2 separate regions of the Sus scrofa genome follow, and region 1 is linked to region 2. A link is a contact called in public Hi-C data. All regions are on one chromosome and are shown on one strand. Each heading gives the region's core, a stretch centred on a gene start, on an enhancer-like site or on the middle of the called end of the contact. The rest is flanking DNA. Distances are from core to core; before and after follow the strand shown.

Region 1 (4,342 bases), core at 1,026-3,525, 140 kb after region 2:
CCTTTAAAAAAAATTTATTATGGCTGATTTACAGTGTTGTCAATTTCTGTTGTACAGCAAAGTGACACAGTTATACATAAATACACATTCTTTTTCTCACATTATCCTCCATCATGTTTCATCACAAAATAGCACCTTGATTCTATCTACCTCTGATTAACAAAGTCAGGAATGCTGGCTCCTCTTATTAACAAATTAGGCCCTTGGAAAATAGTGGGTGAACTTTCTTTAGTTATTTGAATCACTCAATAAGTTCAGAGTACATTGAGTGTATTGCACTTGATGAATACAAATGCTGCAGTTGATGAATAGGGATAGGACTTTTTTTCTGATTAAGAAAACGTATTAATGGAGTTCCTGTCGCAGCTCATGGAACAAACCTGACTTGTATCCATGAGGATGCAGGTTCGATCCCCGGCCTTGCTCAGTGGGTTAAGGATCTGGCGTTGCTGTGAGCCGCATCTGCAACCTACACCACAGCTAATGGCAACGCCGGATCCCCAACCCACTGAGCAAGGCCATGGATCAAACCTACAACCTCATAGTTCCTAGTCGGATTCGTTAACCACTGAGCCACGACAGGAACTCCAAGATTTTTTTGTTTTTCTTTTTAGGGCTGCACCTGTAGCATATGGAAGTTCCCAGGCTAGGGATCAAATTGGAGCTTCAGCTGCCAGCTTCCATCACAGACAGCCACAGCAACTCCAGGTCTATTGCAACCTACACCACAGCTTGTGGCAATGCTGGATCCTTAACCCACTGAGTGAGGCCAGGGATTGAACCTACATCCTCATGGATCCTAGTTGGGTTTGTTATAGCTGAGCTACAGTGGGAAATCCTTACCCAGGAATTTTGAAACTGCATTTTCTGTTTGGAAAAGTGGTTCCTGTTCTAGCCTGTACAAATTGATAAAACCAGTGTTATTAATCTAACCATTAGTTTTCTTTTTGATGATAGGCCACTGAATTCAACCAATGGAAGAATGTTCTATTTATCATACAGTTTCTTCTTTCCTGCTTTTTGGGGTAAGAAACCATAGATGAGAAGCGTTTGTCTATGGTATCTCTTGACAAGTCAAATCAAAATATGCACTCTGTCTACCCTGGTAAAATCCCTTTGCTTGTGTTTTCTCTGACTTTTTCGGGAAAGTACCCCTCCTTTCCAGAAGAGTAAGTTGATGGGACCCTATGCTACATGTGAGCTCCAAAATAGGATGTTGCCTATTGACTTCTGAAAGTTAATTTGAACTGAAGTCAGCTACCTATCCAATTTGAATGTGCTTTTTGTCTTTGTCACAATGTCCCAAGTTTCCTGAGATCTTTCCCTCACATAAGGTTGTGGAAATAACAACACACTTTCTGTAGTGTTGTCCCTGTTATTCCCAGAGTGTTTTCTGAGAAGAGATGGTGAGGCCCATTATCTTGCCCAATAATTTTAGGCTTTTCTTAGAATTTTCCTTAGGTATACCTTCCCATTGAGAGGCTATACAGCTTGTGTCTTTTTTTTTTTTTTTTTTGTCTTTGTGCCTTTTCTAGGGCTGCTCCCTTGGCATATGAAGGTTCCCAAACTAGGGGTCTAATTGGAGCTGTAGCCGCCGGCCTATGCTAGAGACACAGCAATGCAGGATCCGAGTAGAGTCTGCAACCTACACCACAGCTCATAGCAATACCGGATCCTTAACCCACTGAGCAAGGCCAGGGATCAAACCTGCAGCCTCATGGTTACCAGTCACAGTGATCGAAGCCATTGCGAGCTTCTGAGCACATCCTTGGCTTTCAGACCAGCTGCCACTGGACTTGAGCTGTCCTCTCTCTGTGATTTGTGCTCAAGGAATGCCTCAGGGTAACGTGTGCACATCCCAACCCTTGACTCCATAGGACTCTTCTCTCAGCTCCTTTCTTATTTTCACTGCTTTCAAGTTTGCATTTCAGTCTTGTTTTTTTCTGACCACCAAACCTTTATCCGTAGTTGAAAATATAATTTAAAAATTATGACCCTTTAAAAATGTATGTGAAGATGCCAGTGAAATGGTGAAAAAGGCAGACTTTTGAGGTATGGGGAAGGACTCAGCTTTAAGAAATGCTGTTTGTAATTAAGAGTTTGTAAACAAAGCCTATCTATAATGAGATGAAATTGGATCGGTCAGGTAAACTGGATTGTGGGAGCCGTGATAATTTAATGCGGGCAAAGGTAAAATAAGTGACATTGAAGTTGACAAACTCGATTTAAAAAAGCCAGCTCTGCTAGTCTTTTGAATCTTGCCAAGAAACGACAGATAGGTTCTGGTTCATTCACACCAGCAGCTGGCACCAGCTCCCAGGCCCTGGAGGCAATTATCCTAATGTTTCTGCCCCAGTAGCAGCCTCTTTGATTCCAATGAAGCAGTAATATATTCCTTAATAGAAACACAAAAGTATCAATTTCCCCACTCTCAGCATAAAAAAAGGTTCTGTTCTTTGAACCTTTATTGTTACTGCCAAGACGTAGGGTCCAAGACAAACCAGGCTTCTGCTCATTGCTTGAGTAAAGGGGTGACAGAGACTTCAGAGTGCAGACACGCCCATCATTTTCCAACACCCCAAATTATAGTGTAAAATGGATGTTCCAGGAGAATGAATCATTTTTATCCCATGGCTCTGGCTTCCTTGGCACACCACTGAGGTCTTGGATGAGAGTGAATTCTTAGCAGAGATGAGCAAGATGAGATTACTTAAAAGCCTTTGAAATCTGAAATGAGAGAAAAATGTGGTTGGTGGGAGTATTCACGTGGCCTTTTATTATCTGAACATTTGTGTTGGATTTCTTTTATATGCTTGTACATGGAATGGTAACGAGCAACAAGGGCCTTTGAGTTCTGCTTGTGACTGCCATGAGTGTGCCATCCAGCTTTGGGTTAATCAGTTATTTTTTTGGTGTTATTTTCAGAAACAGGAAGAAACCTTTGAACAAGGGTTCTGGTCCAGGGGTTTCCACATGGGCACCGCCATCCCTTGAGGCCCTTATAAGCCAAAACACCAGCTGGCATCTGTTGTCAGAATAAATGTGTGTCATTTGTATGTGCCATTATTTTTCAAAGGTACTCAGATGATAAGTACGATTTTAAAGAGTATAGAAGGGCACAAAGCTACTGAGCATTCAGCAATGCTTTTAAAAATTATTTTATTTTTATTTATTTTTGTCTGGGAGTTTACATTTTATTTTTTTTTTATTAAAGTTGATTTACAGTGTTCTGTCAATTTCTGCTGTATAGCAAAGTGACCCAGTTATACATATACATACATTCTTTTTTTTATATTATCTTCCATCATGCTGCATCACAAGTGACTGGATACAGTTCCCTGTACTATACAGCAGGATCTCATTGCTTATGCACTCCAAATGCAATAGTTTGCATCTACTAACCCAAAACTCCCAGGCTATTCCACTCCCCCACATCCTTGGTAATATCTTTGTGTTTTTAAATTTAATTTAATTTTTTATTTTATTTTATTTATTTTTTTTTTGTCTTTTTGCCATTTCTAGGGCCGCTCCTGCAGCATATGGAGAGTCCCAGGCTAGGGGTCGAATTGGAGCTGTAGCCGCCGGCCTATGCCAGAGCCACAGCAACGTGGGATCCGAGCTGCGTCTGCAACCTACACCACTGCTCACAGCAATGCCGGATCCTTAACCCACTGAGCAAGGCCAGAGATCGAACCCACAACCTCATGGTTCCTAGCTGGATTCGTTAACCGCTGAGCCAGGATGGGAACTCCTGTTTGCATCTTTGTAATCCACAGATGCTAAAATCAAAACTGTCACGTGGAGGTTGGCATTTTTGACGTTAAAAGTGGAGGGTCTCTTAGTTCAGAAACTTGATCTTAGCCAAAGGACTGTATAGGTACATATTTGTATATAGAAATAGATTGTTTCTTAGAAAAAAAATTTTTAATATACTTTGATCCTAGTCATTTTGCAGTTAACCTCTCTAGGGACACCCTGTGGGTAGACGAAGCAGTGCAGCCTTTCTGTCAGCAGAAGGTGGCTGTTCCTGTACCAGATGTCCTCCGTCACTTAAGAGGGTTGCTGCTAATTCAGACCCCCCAGGAGGCTGCAGACAGGGACGCCTCCCCTCGCGCAGCCCAGCTGGTGGCTGAGTGTCCTGGTTGCCCACACTCATGGTGGATGGAGATTGGCCAAGGTGCTTTCACAAAAATGTAGAACGAAGAAAACATTGCATGATGAGGACACTGGAGTCGAAAATTTTAAGCAAAACTAGAACATAAAGGACATCTGTGATTGTGCTGGGTTTAAAACTGCACTCCAGTGTAGGAAGCCTGCAGGGAGCTTTTCTGTGTCCTGGAAA
Region 2 (4,442 bases), core at 172-2,671:
CAGGTGAGAAAGGACACTTGGGCACCCACCATCCCTGAATGCAGACAGTAGTATACCATTGCACTGGCCGTTCTGGCTAAGCAGGTTGTGGGGAACTTTGAATATTCGTGTTGAAAAAATTAAAAACGCTCTTCTTAAGGCAGTCAGAGTTAATCACAAGTTACACAACCCATCAACACTGCTTGCTGCCTTGAAAACGTACCGGACGACTGCTGGAAGCTATCCTAAGAAGGATGGGTGAAGGCACAGAACTTGGAAGGCGCCGGGGACCCCGCGGCCACCCCCGCCGCATTCCGCTGGCGGCCCTGACGTCACAGCCCGCCCCCGCGGTCACTCGGGCCTTCCCTCCATCACAGAGGATCCAGCCCCTCACCCCGGAGATCCTTCACACGTCCCGGGCTCTCGCAGCCACTCCCAAAGGGCCGGGTTGCGCCCTTCTCCATCCTCCTTAAGAGGGGCGCTCCTCTCCCCTTCCCACCACCCTTTTCTTTCTACCTCCCGATGAGAATCTTGCAGAGGTTAGGCTGGAGGATGGAGAAGGTCCCGGCTAGTTCTATATTTGAGAGCCCCAGGGCAGCGACCCCAGTGTTCGCCCCTACACCTCAACCCCAGAAATAGTCCTCAACTTTGGCCAACTTGTAAAGGCTCAGCCGCAGGGTTTTGAAACCCCCTATTCCAAGCTTGCACTCTCCCTTGCCCCCAGAAGGGACTAAAAAAGGCCAGAAGTGGCGTGACACCCCCGATTCCCGTCCTTTCCCCCACCTTCCTGGGCCACAAGGACCCTCAACTCCAGCCAACTCTTTCCAGAGCCCCTTGCTCTTTCTGAACAGGTTCCAGGGACCCCAGTCTCGCAGCGGGGGATCGTGAGGGAGCTGAGGAAGGGTGACCTCCTTGACCCCATTCTCCTTTCCCTCCTGCCCACCGCGCCCACCACGGGCCGCCCAGGTGCCGGGCGGGGCGCACGTACCAGGCGGCTGCGGGCCGCCCCCGGGGCTGTCCGGCTGCTGTGCGCCGGGGGCCGGGAGGCTCTTGCGCTCCTTCTGGGACTCCCTCCGGCCGCCGCCCGCGCCGGGTCTGTGGCCCGAAGCCCCAGCCGGGCTCCTGCCACCGCGGTTGCCGGTCCCCGCTGCCACCGCCGCCGCCGCCTCGTCGCGCCTCTTGCGCTGCAGCTGCTGCTGGCGCCGGCGCTCGGCCTCGCGCAGGATGTCGAACGGGTCTGACTCGTCGTCCAGCAGCTGGTGGAAGCGGTTGGCCACTACGCAGCCGAAACTCTCCTGCATCACGGCGCCTGCGGCGGCCGCGGCCACAGGACTCCCCAGAGCGCCCTTCATGCCGCCGCGGCCACTGCGGGCCCGCCGAGGGCAGCCCACGCGAGCAAGTCTCAACGAAGCCGGCGGCGAGGACCCATCCTACCCGCAGCTACTGCCCTCCCTGCCCTGCCCAGTCCCGTCCCTCCCAGCGCCCGCCCCCGCGCCGCCGCCGCCGCCCGCCCAGCCGCTACCAGACAGCCAATCAGCGCACGCGGACACGCCCCCTTTCCTAGCCGGCACGACTGGAAACCCAATCAGCGACTGGCTGCTGTCACGTCATGCGACCTCTATGCCCCGCCCCACGACTCGGCAGGGAGGGGTGGGGCCCAAGGGGCGGAGCTAGGCAGCTGGGCTATGAGGGTGGATCCTAGCCATTATTTGCGTTCTCCCTGAATTCATCATCGGCCACTCTTCTTTGAAGTTTATATATTGGTTGAGCCATTCAACAACTACACAGTGGACACTATATGTGCCAGACATTATGTTGTAGGAGATATTAGCTCCTTGTTTTCGTGGATCTTACAGTCTATAGGCAGAAAAGTGCTCTAAAAGAAAGGCCCATACTTCTCTATGATCCTATAGCAAAGGGACCTGACCTAATTAAGAAGCCTGAAAAGACTTTCCCTGGGAAATGATGGTTAAGCTGAGATCTGAAGGATGACAAGGGCCAGGAGCAAAGGCAAGTCCTGGAATCTTGAGCTGGGGTGAAGCACAACCCATTCAAACTCAGTGAACCAGTTTGCAGAGTTAGGGGAGGGCCTGACTGGTGAGGTATAGGCATGTGGTGCAAATCTGGCAGAACAAACCGTGGGTGAGTCTTCCGGAGGATTTCTTGGAGGAACATTTTTCTGGTACCTAAAAAGGGTTGGGAAGGGATCTGTCATCTTTCCACTTCTGTTTTTTGGTCCATGTTATGTGAGGGGGACATGATGCTTGGAGTTGCTGGCCCTTATTGTGACAGTGAGGGTGGCAGAGCAGAATGATGGAGAAAACCTTGTTCCTTGATGATGTGCTGCTGCTGACTTAACCACGGTCCGGAATCTACCTGCCTCAGACTTATTCTGTAAGACAGCAAATGCCATTATTGTTTAAACTAGTCTTCGTTATACTTGTTTCTTGTATCCAAAAGCATTCTGCTACAGCATCTTGCTTAGGTGGGTCATTACCAGCTTTTGCTGTCCTTTAATAGCAAATGGAAAAAGAACTCTTAATCCTAAAACTGCTGCCAGGTCTGTGTTTTACTCACTTATTCAATTTTCTGTCATTCACAAGGAGTAGGACAGGGATGATGTCTGTCGTATTCATTGCAACTTATATCCCCAGTGCTTAGCATTCTAGGTAGCTGTACAGTAGGTTCTCAGGAAATATTTGTTGAATGACTGAAGATTTTAAGGTAGCTGGTCTTCTCCTTCTTGGAGTCAGTGGAGGTTTATGATTAAAAGCCTATTTTTTTTTTTTAATCTAAAAGAGGAGCAGGTGTTCAAACAAAAACTTGTAACTGATCTTCATAGTTGCACTACTCACAATAGCTAAAATGTAGAAACAAACAAAGTATATCAACTGATGAATGAATAAACAAAATATGGTGCAATAGATTAATATTTGGCCAAAAAGAGTGCCTCTTGTGGCTCAGCAGGTTAAGAACCCAACTAGAGGAGTTCCAGTTGTGGCTTGGTAAGTTAATAACCTGACTAGTTAGTATCCCTGGCTTGGTTCAGTGGATTAGGATCTGGCGTTGCCATGAGTTATGGTGTAGGTCGCAGACATGGCTCGGATCGTACATTGTTTCGGCTGTAGTGTAGGCTGGCAGCAGCTCTGATTCGACCCCTAGCCTGGGAACTCCCGTATGCTGCAGGTGCAGCCCTAAAAAGCAAAAAAAAAAAAAAAAAAAAAGATTCCAGCTAGTATCCATTCCTGGCTTTGCTGAGTGAGTTAAGGATCCCAAAATTCCACAAGCTGCAGTGTAGTTTTCAGATGAAGCTCAGATCTGGCATTGCTGTAGCTGTGGCATAGGCTGGCAGCTGTAGCTCTGGTCCAGTCCCTAGCCTGGGAACTTCCATATGCCAAGGGTGAAGCCCTAAAAAAAAAAAAAAAAAAAAAAAAAAAAAGACAAAAAGATATTTGGCCAAAAAACGGGAATGAAGTACTGATACTTGTTATAGCACAGATGAACCTTGAAATCCTTATGCTAAGTGGAAGAAGCCAGACACAAAAGGTCAAATATGCTTCTATTTATATGAAATGTCCAGAATCGACAAATCTGTAGAGACAGAAAGCAGATTAGTGGTTGCCCAGGGGTTCAGAAGAAAGGGAATGAGGAGTGACTGCTTTATGGGCACGAGGATGCCTTAGAGTGATAAACATTTTCTGGAACTAAATAGTGGTGATGGTTGCACAAAATGTGAATGTGATAAGACCACTGAATTGTCAAATTGTTAAAATAGTAATTTATGTGTGTTTTGCCACATTTTTTTTGCTTTTTTTTTTTTTTTTTTTTTTTTTTTGGTCTTTTGAGGTCCACACCTGAGGCATATGGATGTTCCTGGGCTAGGGGACAAATTGGAGCTGCAGCTACCAACTTATGTCACAGTCAAGCAACTCAGGATTTGAGCCGTGTCTGCAACCTACACCACAGCTCACGGCAATGCCAGATCCTTAACCCAGGATCTGAACCAGGGATTGAACCCTCGTCCTCATGGATACTCCTAGTCCTGTTCACAACCACTGAGTTGCAACTGGAACTCTGCCACAATTTTTTAAAAGGCATATATTTTGAGGTTAGACCATGATTTGAATCTTGATTCTACCACTAATTAACTTTGTAACCTTATTCCTTACTTTTGTGCCTCAGTTTTCTCATCTATGAAACAAGGAAAATAATGGTACCTACTTCAGAGGGTTATTGTGAGGACTGAGTTTGATAATGCATGTGAAGTCTTCATTGTCATACCTGGCACAGAGTAAATAAATCCTTAGTAAAAGTCATTTGATAGTAATTATGATACCAAACAGGAAAAAAAAAACCTAAAAAACAAAAACAAACAAACATGGGCATAGCCACATAGCTTAGAAAATAAAGAATACCAAAAAAAGCAGTGAGGTGTGTTTGCTGAATAATACCACCAGCCCTTC

Evidence for each region. Hi-C and Micro-C count contacts between places; a contact is called where the count stands out from the background.
Region 1: a Hi-C map of liver shows a contact between it and region 2, with 5 times the contacts expected there. The contact joins the enhancer-like site here to the promoter of HABP4 in region 2. A contact is called at or near these places in 1 of 5 promoter capture datasets (liver), 12 of 47 Hi-C or Micro-C datasets (alveolar macrophages, embryonic fibroblasts, fetal heart ventricle and 5 more) and 1 of 2 datasets of contacts at active chromatin or transcription factors (skeletal muscle).

Annotation. Positions count from the first base shown.
Region 1 is chr10:25,777,991-25,782,332 of Sscrofa11.1, forward strand. It overlaps SLC35D2 (solute carrier family 35 member D2), which reads left to right. Exons shown (of 10, transcript NM_001244362.1): 7 at 958-1,025. Among named protein-coding and RNA genes, the nearest start is that of SLC35D2, 42 kb to the left of the region's middle. Within about 2 kb of position 2,276, at least 2 of the 83 cell types and tissues checked have an H3K27ac peak or open chromatin away from gene starts, as enhancers often do. A contact at or near this core is called in liver, where this site is marked.
Region 2 is chr10:25,634,579-25,639,020 of Sscrofa11.1, forward strand. HABP4 (hyaluronan binding protein 4) reads right to left here and starts at 1,422. Exons shown (of 8, transcript NM_001244681.1): 1 at 968-1,422. The coding sequence starts at 1,331.